Regions from separate parts of the Triticum aestivum genome. Here region 2 is linked to region 1. Evidence: chromatin contacts called from public Hi-C data. All regions are on one chromosome and are shown on one strand. The core of a region is the stretch at or near the end of the contact, and the rest is flanking DNA. Distances in the headings are between cores, read along the strand shown. Region 1 holds the start of LOC123120389 (ethanolamine-phosphate cytidylyltransferase). Region 2 holds the start of LOC123120395 (calcium uniporter protein 6, mitochondrial).

What was found. Hi-C and Micro-C count contacts between places; a contact is called where the count stands out from the background.
Region 2: a Hi-C map of leaf shows a contact between it and region 1, with 5 times the contacts expected there. The contact joins the promoter of LOC123120395 here to the promoter of LOC123120389 in region 1. A contact is called at or near these places in 2 of 5 Hi-C or Micro-C datasets (both in leaf).

What each region holds. Positions count from the first base shown.
Region 1 is chr5D:236,963,821-236,970,765 of IWGSC CS RefSeq v2.1, reverse strand. LOC123120389 (ethanolamine-phosphate cytidylyltransferase) reads left to right here and starts at 2,816. Exons shown (of 9, transcript XM_044540366.1): 1 at 2,816-3,336; 2 at 3,809-4,044; 3 at 4,891-5,072; 4 at 5,736-5,807; 5 at 5,989-6,056; 6 at 6,242-6,362. The coding sequence starts at 3,011. It overlaps LOC123120390 (vacuolar protein sorting-associated protein 32 homolog 2), which reads left to right. Exons shown (of 8, transcript XM_044540369.1): 8 at 1-145.
Region 2 is chr5D:237,745,062-237,752,006 of IWGSC CS RefSeq v2.1, reverse strand. LOC123120395 (calcium uniporter protein 6, mitochondrial) reads right to left here and starts at 2,933. Exons shown (of 2, transcript XM_044540377.1): 1 at 2,472-2,933; 2 at 1-365. The coding sequence starts at 2,813.

The DNA.
Region 1 (6,945 bases), core at 1,567-4,066:
TGGCGCTTTAGGGATCTGCTGTAAAAATACTGCGGTTTCGAGGGAATGCTGTCATTGAAACCTCAGAGGCTCACTGCCATCCTTGCGGCGTGCATGTAAAATTCAGGCTATGTTGAAGAGCATCCACCCCTGTTAATTTCCTGCATGCTGTTTGGCCTCTATCTGCGTGCAATGTCCCCTACACCTACACGTCCGTGGACGTGCCCGGGCACGTCCTTGGACGCAGCCAGGCCACCCCTCATACGTCCTGCCCGGCAGGAACATACCTCAAATTGGACTCTTCAAGTCCGGCAGTCCAAATTTATGCATTACACGCCATTGTCGCACTTAAATAATAAATGTTGGTGCCAAAAATACATAATGTTGTGCCTCTCTAATAGCCAACAACTTGCACCACGCGCGTGGGCGAACCTCGCATTAGTTTTGAGGTATGTGCTCTCCTTCATCTGGACCATCTCACCAACGACATTGGCAACAGTACCAAGTGCAAGCATTTACAGTGAGCCGTGCATTTCTGCTTAGCAAAGAAAAAGAAGTTGGTTGCAACAATCCCTAGTGAGCTTGAAGTAGCCGTCGTGTGCCTCCACTCCCTTAATTATGATCCACTCAAACTTCTTTATAGTATTTCTTAATTATTTTTTGCATTCATCCAGTTTCTTGTAGTTTTCTTCTACTATATAATTCAAGAACACATGCCTTTAATCCTATGATTTTTCTTATTTATGTGTTTTGATAATTATGTGGATTAAAGAGGCCCGAGTCACTTCTGGTCGTGCCTTATGTAGCCACCTCATCCCCATAGAAATTAGGGTTCCTTTAGCTTCCTCTGGCGCCGTCGCCGGTCCGCCTCATCTCCGATGGCATTAGGGCCATGGGGCGCGGTGAATCCTGACCCTTACCGGTGGGAGGGCTTCGTAAGACGTTCCTTCGAGTTTTGTTAGAGTTTGTGGCCTGCTCAGGAAGGCGAGACGGCGGGCGGCACCCTGGAGATGTAATAAGGTTCTTCCCGCATAGTCTCGTCTCGATGATGCGTCTACCGTCGTTGATGGGCGTGTGGAGGTGTGTCTCCTGTAGATCTGTCTTTGGTGGATTTGCTCGGATTTGGTCGTTGTTCGTCTACGTTCGTGTGTTTTCTGGTGCGCTGGTCCTATTGGGCCTTAGCACGACGATTCCCCCAATGTCTACTACAATAAATTTTACCCGACACCGACGCAGGGGGGGGGGGTGACGGTGGTGCGGCTTCGGCTCACGTCAGTGCTTGTATTCGCCGCTAGGTAGCCTTCTGATTTGGACCTAAGATCCAAGAAAAATAAAGTAACTCTTATGATTAAGAATTACAATGCAATCTCTTGAAAACACTTTTTTCGCGTATCAATCTTTGCTTAAATTTTTTTACTCCAAAGACTTCGGTAAAGAGGCTATAATTGGACCTAAGCAATGATGTTGTCACTCCTTCACCCACACGAACATTATAAATAATGGTTTTTGAAAGCGTCTTGATCTTTTTTTGGATTGTCTTCTTTAGGATCTTCCCTAGAATACGTGACAGACTTAAGACAATAGTGTTTTACATGCCCTAATTCTAAACTCGGAGCACCATAAGCCATGTGTGGAAAAAAAATGCATCGGCATTGAATGGACGGTGAAGGCTAAGTTCCAATGGTTCTTATGCCGAGGATGGATCGGCGGGCGCTGGTATGGTGTTAAGAGATGACAAGGGTGCTATCATTTTCTCTTCATGCAGGGAACTCTTTTCGTGTCGGGATGCGCTTGAAACTGAATTATGTGCACGCACGAATTCGCCATTCAAAGAAGTGACATGCCAGTGGAGATCGAGATGGACTCGCTTATTGCTGTGAAACTGATCCAAGCTAAGGATGTTGATAGACCGATCTACTCGTTGCTCATCAAGGAGATTAGCTTTCTCATGTATTTTCGTGAAAACATGTACTCCCTCCATTTTAAAATATAGTGCCCCCGTGCTTCCTGAGGTTTAACTTTGATAATAAATTTAACCAACAAGACCGACTGCGGCGGGAGAAAAAAATTATATAATTGAAAACTTCGAATACGAATTCACTGGTATAACTTTTGCTCCCGCCGCAGTCAGTCTTGTTGGTTATATTTATGGTCAAATTTGAAGCACGAGAATAGAGGAAGCACTATATTTTAAAACGGAAGAAGTATTACTCATGTAAGTCATAGCTAAAATAAAGTTAGCGATAAGATAGCAAAGTTTACTCGTTTAGAGGCAAGAATCATGACGTGGCTTGGTTCGGGTTGCTATCGACCTTGCTGCGATTGAATGTTAAGACCTTTTGATTTGAGTAATGCATGTTTTCAAAAAAAAAAGGAATGGACGGTGAAGGCGACCGTACATAGGGTCGACAATGCCACATTTTATCATACAATGTTACCAAACTTGTCTAAGGTTAGTTTTTTTAAAATGAAAGCCATAAGTTGGTAAGCCTAAGGGAATTTTACCACATTTTTATGTGTATCATGTAGGATCATAGTGTATTTTGCCTAAGGTATGGCTTAAACCAAGCATCCATCTAAGTTAATCAAACTTGCTTAACTTGAGATGCGGCAATCTTTGACAATCTTAGTCACAAACCAAACAGCCCAAAATATCCTGAATCTACAGGCGGGAAGTCGGCAAGAGCAAGACCCTCCGTACCGACGCGTGTGCCGACCATGATAGCTCCTCTAGGCTATGGCGCACCGACGCGTGCGTAGAGGGACCACTGACACATCGGTCCCACGCGACAGAGGCTCCCGCATCTTCCCTGCTAAACCGCAGCCCCGCTACGCACACGCGGCAAAGTTACACCGGAACCGCATTCGCAGGCCGCTTTCGTCGCCGCCAGCACCACCACGCCTCCTCAACCTCCCATGGTGGTTGCCCCCCGAGCCGCACGCCCCAACCACCCCTAACCCTAGATCCCGCCACACTCACCCCGCACACGCACTCTCACTCTCCCACTCCGCCTGCTTGTCAGTTGTCACTATGGAGGCCGGGAGCAGCAAGGCCAGGCTGGCGGTGGCGTGCGCGATCGGCGGAATCGTGCTGGGCGCGGCCGTCGTGGCGCTCCACGTCGCCGGGCCCGTGGCCGTCCCGGGCCTGCCCCCGCTCGACGCGCTGCGCCGCCGGTTCCGCCGTCGCCGCCGCCCCGTGCGCGTCTACATGGACGGCTGCTTCGACATGATGCACTACGGCCACTGCAACGCGCTGCGCCAGGCGCGCGCGCTCGGCGACCAGCTCGTCGTCGGCGTCGTCAGCGACGACGAGATCACCGCTAACAAGGGGCCGCCCGTCACGCCGCTCAACGAGAGGTGCTAGGTCGTTAATTACCCCGTCCCTTTGTGTAGCGGCTGTCGCCTTTTTAACTCCCACACGTGGTGAGGTGTTCTCACGCATCCGCACAGCTTGCTCCAGCATTTCATTGCGTTTTCTTTTTTGAATTTTAAGTTTTTAACCCCTGGCCAAGTAGATGCTACGATGTCAACGCTTGAGCTATGTTTGCCTAGATATTGCTGGAGAAACAATTGCTGCACGGCACGAGAGATTTGAATTGTACAATTTGTGTTCCATTTAGTATTTAATGGATTTATGGGCACTGGATAGACTGTGATAATGCGCTAAATATCCGAATCATAAATGTGTGTGCAAATTATGTAGCACTACTTTAGTTACATTTTTTTCCACCTCCCACTAATTATCCTATAAACTCTCATGTAACTAACGCTGTGGGTAGTAAGAATCTGCAATTTGTTATTTCTAATCTTTCCTTTCTGTGTAATACAGAATGGTGATGGTGGGCGCAGTGAAATGGGTGGATGATGTCATTCCAGACGCGCCGTATGCCATAACTGAAGACTTCATGAACAAGCTATTCACTGAGTATAATATAGATTACATCATCCATGGCGATGATCCTTGTCTGCTCCCAGATGGCACCGACGCATATGCCCTTGCCAAAAATGCTGGCAGATATAAGCAGATTAAAAGAACTGAGGGAGTGTCTACAACAGACATTGTCGGTATGGATTCTGCTTTTGTTTTCTGTTCCTGTACTTTACTGTTAACATTTGCTTTACCATAACAAAATTGGAGTCTGAAACTTCTATGGCAAGCGGATATCTAGGCTCTAGTTCTGAGTTGCAATTATCTTTGAGAACCAAATCTTATAGTGATCTCCAATATTGCAATTTATTATTGATCAACTAGAAACCTATTTGTTGATGAGACTATCATTCACTAGATTTTCTTTCCCGATTTCTTGTGGTGCTCCACTTTTATAAAGCACTCGAAATAGTGCCATATTATTATGAGCGCAAGGAAGGAACAATCGAATAGGTTGTCCCCAGGAGTCACCCTTTTCTTGTTCCAGGCATCACATCCAACATAAGGGCCTCTTTGATTCGCAGGATTTTGAAAACGCTGGAATAGGAAAAGTGTAGGATTGGAGTGGCATGCCCACTTGAATCCTATAGTATTAGCAAGCAGTGTTTGATGCCACAGGAAAAACAAAGGAATTGTAAAAAGTGGTTGGAGTGGATGTTAGATTTCCTATGAGATATAGTACAAAAGATTCCATAGGAAAAAAAATTATGGGATCTAATCCTATGAATCAAAGGACCAACATAAGAAAAATTCCTAAGGATTTCAATCCTCCAAAAATCCTATATAACTCCTTTGAATCAAAGGAGTTCTTAAGTTGCTGCTATATGATTATTCTATTTACTGGCCTGGATGCTATGGTCGCATGGAATACACATTTATCTTGAATTTTTGGGAACCAATGAATTGCTCATTTATAGTGAAGAAACTGCTTATGGCAGTGAAAATATTTATTCTCACTGTGAAATCATCTTTTTTCATTGCAGGAAGAATGCTTCTTTGTGTTAGAGAGAGATCAGTTTCTGATAGGCACAACCACTCTTCACTACAGAGGCAGTTCAGTTCTGGGCATGGTCAGAAGATTGACGATAGTGGGTCTGGAAGTGGAACTAGAATATCTCATTTTCTTCCTACATCTCGGCGGATAGTTCAGTTCTCAAATAGCAGGGTATAACTTTCTCATGAATTGAATATTGTTTATGTTCTTTGATGAATATTCTACGAGGCACCACAGCACGGCTTAGCAGTTGGCACCTAGTCTTGATCTTAGAAGCAACTTCTAGGTATGTTAGTCCTTCTGAAAACTGCACTTTTTTCATGGTGAGATTGTGTGAGAGAGTGCTACCTTGAGTTCCTCTTGTAGTTCAAAGGTACTCCGTATGTGCTAAATGTCCGATGACCGATATTTAACTTCCTGGAACATCAGTTTTTGCATGTTCATGTAGTTATTGGACATAATAAAGATATTTTCTTCGGTGGGAGGGAGTACAGAGCGCCTGCTCTACTGTTAACTTGTGCCCTGTCAATTAGTTAATTGCGATCTGATTGCGGAAGTGTGGCAGCAATAGATGAATTGTTTAATAGTACTTAGACAAGTTCAGGGGCGATTCTCGCATCCACAATAAAACATCCAATCCTTGAAGTATCAGAAAAAAACCATATGTTTGTTATTCAGTTATCTATTACATGAGCATACAGTGTAACTGTATGTTTGTTTCATTTCTGTAAATGTGGTGATAATAAGTGCTTTTTAACTGAATAAAACTGTTTCCCTCTTTCCAAACTTTTGCTACAGTTCATTCTGTATTGACTGTAAGCTTTACCAATGTAGGGTCCAGGACCAGATTCTCGGATAGTTTACATAGATGGTGCATTTGATCTGTTCCATGCTGGGCATGTTGAGGTAAATACAAGAAGGAAAACATCATCTGTCTCAGCATTCAGCCGCACTTCCCATATTCGCATGTTGGCTCTACTTATATTTTTTCTTCTTATTGCAAGGAAGCAATAAAGCAAACTGAACTTTCCTTTCCAAATCATAGCACTGCAAACTTTCTTTTCTATTTATAGTTTCTTCTACGTAGATATTGCGACTTGCTCGAGGGCTTGGAGATTTCTTGCTTGTTGGTATTCACACGGATCAGACCATAAGGTAATATACGATGGTTGCTTCCTCTTCTCTTCTTCCAATCCTTTACGAGGTACAGTATGTGTACGGTTTATTCAATTGTCCAAGTTTACAATGTGCATTTGTTTTGAAGCCTACCATTTCTACTTAGTTCATTCAACATTATATTCAGTCTAGATTTTGCTGTTGATGTTTATTATATTGGTTAGTTCTACACGAGGACCACATCGCCCAATCATGAATCTTCATGAGCGAAGTTTGAGTGTCCTAGCCTGCCGTTATGTTGATGAAGTAATCATTGGTGCTCCATGGGACATTTCAAAAGACATGGTGAGTTGCCTACTCTACTCTAAACCATGACATTATCTTATTGTAGTATAAAATGCTTGATGTATTCGTTGTACTATTTCCTCGAACACTGCACTTAAGGCTAGTCATTGAGTGCCCACACTCTGCTAAGGATAAGAAACATGTATCCTAGCACGTCGAGCCGTCTTTCTAAGGCTCAGTTAGTCTGCCTTCTCCTTGGCCTCACCTATGCTGGGCTCTGCCTCAGCAGCTGTGCTTGGTCTACACACCATATCAGTGGCTTTGCTGCTTCGCCTGGCTGCGCTTCAGTGTGATACTTGTCATGATTTGTGTTGAAGTATTTATTTGCTGAGAGTTGTTTTTTCTTCCAAAATAGTCTTCTACTCCCTCCGTTCCTAAATATAAGTATTTTTAGAGATTTCAATATGGACTACATATGGATGTTATATTTAGGAACGGAGGGAATAGCTCTTTAAAGGAGATAGAAATGTAGAATAGGGAGGTGGGAGGGGTGAATAAACCACCGTCATTATTGTAGCCACTGCCCCCATCAACTCTACTATTTGCAGTACCAATTACTAAACGGATCCATTCGTACACACAT
Region 2 (6,945 bases), core at 1,684-4,183, 780 kb before region 1:
AACCTGTGCTTGGCGCAGAGCTTCCTCCTCCTGGACAGGAAGAGCCTCTCCATGAAGTCCTGGTACGTCGGGTCCCTCGATGTCACGAGGAAGTAGGTGTAGCTGACGAGCAGGCCGGACGCGGTGGTGAAGAAGGCGATGGGCTCCATCACGTCCCACGAGAGCTCCCAGAAGGTGAGGCGGAAGAAGAGGCCGATCTGGGACATGATCAACCCCAGGCCGGACCAGAGGATGCGCCGGACCTGCTTGTGCGCCAGCTTGTCGATGCCGTCCTTCTTCTCCTGGAGCTGCCTCAGCTCCTCTCTCCTTGGGTCGTCCTCCACCTCGAGGGCCAGCGGCACCGCTCTTCTCACCAGGTCCACCACCTACACAATGGTGATACGGCCCATCAGTGCAAGCTTCAGCTTGACGAAATTTGACCCGGCTGCATCTTTTGGGCTTCTTGCTCAGTTTTCCCCCCTCTGAAGCAAGCAGAGATTTCCCCTGATTTCTGTGATCAGAAACCAGGACTTCTGTGCATCTTGTGCATTAAAAGTTAAAATCAAAATCTTCAACTCTCAGCAAATTGTTCAGAGTGATACTTAATACTTGTTCAACTAAAAAAAAGGCCCAAAACGGTTGCTTCTCCACAGTTGAAAGCAACAAAAACAATCTTACTCATGGTGTAGTCCTTGTGGATACATTTATTAAAGATTTTGTGGGCTTATAGCTCATGGCTCAAAGAATAAAGTAATAAAGTTCATGTCATGTCGATGCTTAGATGTTTTAAGTGGCGTGGGCGTCATCTAAATAGGATTACAAGAATCCGCTTTACGGATTAGAGCATCCTATGATCTTGGTTCTGACCGACCAGTGACCAGGGAACGTGAAGACTGAAGGTCCTTGCTGTTCAGGAGGCCTGGAAAAGAACACCTCTTGCTCTTATTTCTACAACATTTTTAGTTTGATGAATTACGACAAATTCCAGCTACATCTTGATTTTTCTTACTTTTGTTCCCTCTCGGTTAAACCCAATGGTAAGTAGTGTTCAACATTTGTTTGTTTATTAAGGTGTGGAGGAGGACTTCCAGTACACAAGTAATGTGTCAGACGTGAGAGTCGAACCTGGGTTGGCTAAGGCTAACCCACCAAGTTGATTGTGGAATCCTAAGAGCCTCCAAATCCCTAGCGTCTAGTATTGGGTGCCAAGCTTGACCTTAGGAGTACCATTTTTCATATCTTTTAGCGTTGGTGCTAAGTCAATTTCTCTCACCTTTAGCGTCTAAGACGCGGATGCGCTAATACAGAACAATACAATTATATAACAATAGTCGATGCGCTAAAACTGTAATAGGATAATGTGATTGATTTGGATTCAAAAGGAATCGCGCGGGGGCCTTTCAATCAATGGAAAATAAAATAAACAACAGTCAACGCAAGCTAATCAATTTTGAATATAATCTTGAATATGAACATGTGAAAATCTTCGTTCACCAACAAAACAACATTTGCAACAGGAATGCACCAACCCTAATCCATACATTTCCTAATTTGACAATACTGGCCGGCTGCAACTAGAAAATCATTTGCAGGTATGGGAAAATTAACAGACATACTAGCAGGAATGATAAAGGTTAATCTAACGGGCGCCTGAAAATCTAAAAGGGGCAATCGGTTTCTAACTCTTTATCTCAACCGTTGGATCATGATCCAACGTCTAGGGCTTCATCTTCAACCTCAAGTATGCACTGTCTTCCTTCTTCCTCATCACTCGATCTTTCTCTTCCCAACCATCCCCATGGACCACCGGCCGAACCGACAGCCACCACCACCCGCGGCCAGTGACGCTCCCGCGCCAGCCTCGCCGCCCCACCCTCCCCTCAACCGCCGGCCAATCGTCGTGCTACCGCCACCCCCGGCCATTCCTCTAGCGCCGACTATGGACCAGTTTTTTTCGGCGAACCTACACCACCCCCAACCCCTAACATAGATAATGAGATCGTAGTCACCCTAAGATAAATAGTGGGGTCGCCTGCCACCCTAAGATAGACCCAGAGGGGTTCTCTAGCGAGCTTCTTCCTTCCATTCGGCAAGCTTCTCCGTTCCCTCCAGCTGTTCCTTCCTTCACGCAAAATTCAACTGGCCCAAATTCTAAATTCAGACGACTTACATATAGCTATTGTGAAATCTAACACACGTGTGATCGATCAAGATTTAATTAGTTGTGAGGCAACCAAGGCCCGGATTTGTTTCAAATTTGTCGATCCTCCCGCGCTTAGCAAACTGACCTGCTAATCAAATGTGTGCTACAAGACATGGTACAGATCTCTAGGAGCTGTATTCGGGACAGACGGTGGTGATAGGAGGTGCCTAGACACCCGGGTTCTGGAAGGCCTATCTCAGAAACGAAAATGTGCCTGAAGAATGTCCATTTCGTTTCCTTAAAAGTCAAAAGCAGGGTTTTTGAAAGAAAGAAAGAAACAAGATGCGACCTTCTCGGGGTGGAGGTAGGCCTTGTCCCTGAAGAGCAGCAGGACGCCGGCGTCGTCCATGGCCCGCGCGAGGCCCTCCGCGTCATCGCGGGTGCGCGCCGCCCCGGCCTCCACGCACGCGTCGAGGAGCTCCCCGTAGCCGATCGCCTCGCGTGGCCCGTCCCGCAGCCGCCGCTTCAGCGCCTCGACCCCGACGAGCCGCACCAGCCGCCGCGCCTCGGACGCCGTCACCGGCGGGTCCACCCGCGGCGGCTGCGGCGGCGGCGAGTAGAGGCGTCGGAGCGCGTGGGGCGAGCCGGGCGGGCAATGCGCGCGGAGGCGGGAGGCGGCCGCGCGCCACATGGTCGAGGCCTGCGCTGCGCTGCGTGTGAGGTGTGAACAAGGCGGAGTGGAAGACGATCGATCTCTCTCGAGCTGCCTCTACTTGTGGGGTTTTGGACCTTCTCCACCTTCCATCTCTTGCGATTGTGTGCCAGCGACGTGGTGATGGCTTCACGGCGGGGGAAAGAATCCATCTGCAAAAGCGGGAAAGAAAAGTGCGTGGCGTGTTTGGGAGATTTGGGGCGCCATCGCCTGCCAGCGTCTTTTTGTTTCGGGTTCTTCCATTTTTGCGCACGTTTTTCTCGCTTATATACAGATAAATACAAATGTTTTTTGTTACTCCTATGTAAAGTGCATCTTGCGGGTGGTGTGATGTGATTTGAGCGCGTCTGTTTTCATGTCACGGCTCGAGAGCGTGTGTATCCTTCTTTTGCGAGGAAGGTCGCATCTATATCTATAATATCTACATCAATTAATCATGGCCATCAAACCATGTCAATTTAACAACGTAAAATGGTGAACGCTTAACATGTTTAACATGTAATTAATATCATATTAAATATAAATACATGTACTAATCACAAAATTATCTCGTGACTGATATTATACATAAAATTAACGTACAATTAATTTTCTTCTCAATATCAATGTACATTACACGTATGCATTTACTAGTTTTCAAAAGTGGCAACGCAGCATATAAAATCAGCAAGGAGAGGAGCCCATCAATCCTACTGGTTAGCTCCGTCCAAGTCCAGAAAGAATTTGTGCCCTCCCTGCCTGAAAGAACAGCCCAACAGATCATTCAACAATGAGTTAAATATGTTGGAGGTGCCTCAACTTGTCCTGCGCGGTCAATTTATAGTGCCTAAAGTTGCAAAATGCATAAAACGGGTGCTCGAACTTGTCCGGCCGTGCAAATATGGTGCCTCCATTCGTATCCAGACGTACGTCCAGCCCATGTGGCGTGCCAATGTGGCGGTGGCCCAACTGTCAGTGGCTGGGAGCAGGGAAGTCGCTAGGTGGCCCAGACATGAGGATTTAAAAAAACTCTCAAATTTCACTTAATCACATGGGAAAGCCCCACAAATTTATGGATTATGTTGCACGCATAGGGGGTCCATCAGGCCATACTGTGTTAGTAGATATAGACTAAGTCAAACTTTATATATTGCGTTGTTATGCAAAATGTAATTTTGGAGCACCGGCACATTGTGCCCATTTTTTCGAAGGTCAAAGAAACAGATTTTTACAGCTAAAAAACAGATTTTCGAAGTTAAAAGACAAGTACTACAAGACGGCGGTTCGACCCGCAATGTTGTATGGCGTTGAGTGTTGGCCGACTAAAAGGCGACATGTTCAACAGTTAGGTGTGGCGGAGATGCGTATGTTGAGATGGATGTGTGGCCACACGAGGAATGATCGAGTCTGAAATGATGATATACGAGGTAGAGTTAGGGTAACACCAATTGAAGAGAAGCTTGTCCAACATTGTCTGAGATGGTTTGGTCGTATTCATCGCAGGCCTCCAGAAGCTCTAGTGCATAGCGGACGGCTAAAACGTACGGAGAATGTCAAAAGAGGTCGGGGTAGACCGAAATCTACATGGGAGGAGTCCGCTAAAAGAGACCTGAAGGATTGGAATATCACCAAAGAACTAGCTATGGACAGGGGTGCGTGAAAGAATGCTATCCATGTGCCAGAGCCATGAGTTGGTCGCGGATCTTATGGGTTTCACATCTAGCCTACCCCAACTTGTCTGGGACTAAAAGGCTTTGTTGTTGTACATTTTTTTATACATCAGGAACATTTTTTTATACACATGAAAAAAATACACGATTAATTTTCTTTAAAAAATATTTTTTCTGTCTACTTTTGTTCTTACATGTTGTACACTTTATGTACATATGTTTAAGTTTTTAAAATACATGATTTACATATAACAAATAACGTCGCATACATGTTTTTTAAATGTGTGAATCTTTTTTTAAAGCTTATAAATCAATACGTGTTTCTAAATATGCGTATTTGGCATATTTTAGGAAAATATAAATGGAAGTAAAAAAGAAAGAAGAATGAACGAATAAAAATAGAGAACAAGACGAACTAACCTGGAAGTTACTTGGGCCGGCTCCATTCGTAGCGAACCCTGACGCATGCATACGCTTGGTCGCGCACTAAGCGGCATATACCTTGTAAATTAATGCGAGAGCTATGTCTTGCTTATAGTAAGACGATAGTTGCTCTCGCCTGAAGGGATTTCGCTATTGCGTTTGAATCGGACCGTACCATTTTCTTCTCCTCTCTCGCTCGCTCGGATCGATCGATCAGCTGCTACTCCCTAACTCCTTCACCGGTTCGGAGAAGTTTTATTGTGTTTTTTCTTTTCCTTTTCCCATTTCTTTTGTTTTTCTTTACGGGTTTCTTTGGGTTTTCTATTTTCATTGTTTTTCATTGTTTTTTTACACGGTTCTTACCGTCTTTGCGTGTACATGATTATCTTTGTTTTTTTGTTTTATTCTTTCTTCGTAGATTTTCATCATTTATTTCTTGGGTTTCACTGGTCTTTTCTTTTCTTTCTACTTTTCCCAATTTTTTTGTTTCTTTATTGTTTTCCTATGGTTTTCTTTGTTTCTGAGGCGTTTCTTTTGTTTCTTTCTTCTGTTTTTTTTCACTGCTCTTCTTCGTTTCTTTTTTTTGACAAATGTCTACATTTTGTATACACACCCGTACATATTACGTGTATATCAGGAAGATTTTGTTTGTACATGTTTAACATTTTATAAATACATGATTACCATTTGTTTTCAAATTTATGTTGATGATTATTTGTGTCATACACTTTAAACATATTTTATATATATCAGGAATATTTTTTAATATATGTTCAACATTTTCGAAGTATATTATTTAAATAAATTATACACTATCAACATTTGAAAAAAATACGTTCATTTTTTACAAATATATTCTAATTTTCATATATATGAAGAACATTTTTTTTGGTACACTTTTATCAATTTTGAAATAGATGATTAACAGATTTTCAATTTATGTTTGATGACTATTTTTTTATACACTTTGTACATATTTTGTATATATCAGGAACAGTTATTTACTCACGGGTGATTTTTTTTGCAATATAATGTTTACATTTATTTGATACTCGATCGACATTTTTGAAAATCTATGTTTTTATGTTCATTTGTAAGACACGTTATACATTTTTGGTATACATCAAAAACATTTTTTATACATGTTTGACATATTTTAAATAGATAATTAAATTATTTCTCAAATGCTTGATTAACATTTTTTTAAATACCTGATCAACTTTTTTCATACACATTATTTGTTTTTGTATATATTTTTCGTATACATGATAAACATTTATTTATACACATTTAACATTTGTCAAATACTAGATTAACATTTTACGAATGTTTTATATAGAGTGGTTTTTTGTAATATATATATTTTGATTTTTTGGGAGTATAAAAAATATACGGAAAACGTGAAATAAAAACTAAAAAAAGAGGTTGTGGCCTCCCGCGTGCTGGCCCGGCTCATCTGACGCTCCCCTTTACGCGTGGGTTTCCTACGTCTCGCTTTAAGCGAGACATAAGGGCGCCCTTAAATCGAGCCAGTGTGAGAGGGTGGGGATGTGTCTTGCTTTTCGTTTCCTCTTTGGTGCTTAACAGCCAAATGGCAGTCTCTGTGTAGCGAGCGCCCAAGGAGGAAGTGTCGCTCTTTTAGATGGTTCATCACATCTAAGACTTGTCTCTTTGCACCAGTTTTAGGAAGCTCCCAAAAGCTTTTGTATATATTTTTATTTTACTTTGTTTTTGGAAGGTTTTAAAATTTTCTTTTACATATTTATTTTTTCCATTTATTTCACATTTTTTAGAATTTTCAATTATGGGAACTTAAAAAAAAATTGAATTCGTGAATGTTTTTTTAATTTGTAAACTTTTTTGAAATCGTGATTTTTATTTCAAGTCAAATTTATTATGAATCTGCTAAGTTTTTCAAAATCCATGAACATTTTTTAAATTCTTGAAAAAAAATTCAAGTACGCATTATTTTTCCCAGTTCACGAACATCTTTAAAATTCTCAAAAAACATAAATTCATGAACTTTTTCAGAAAATGAA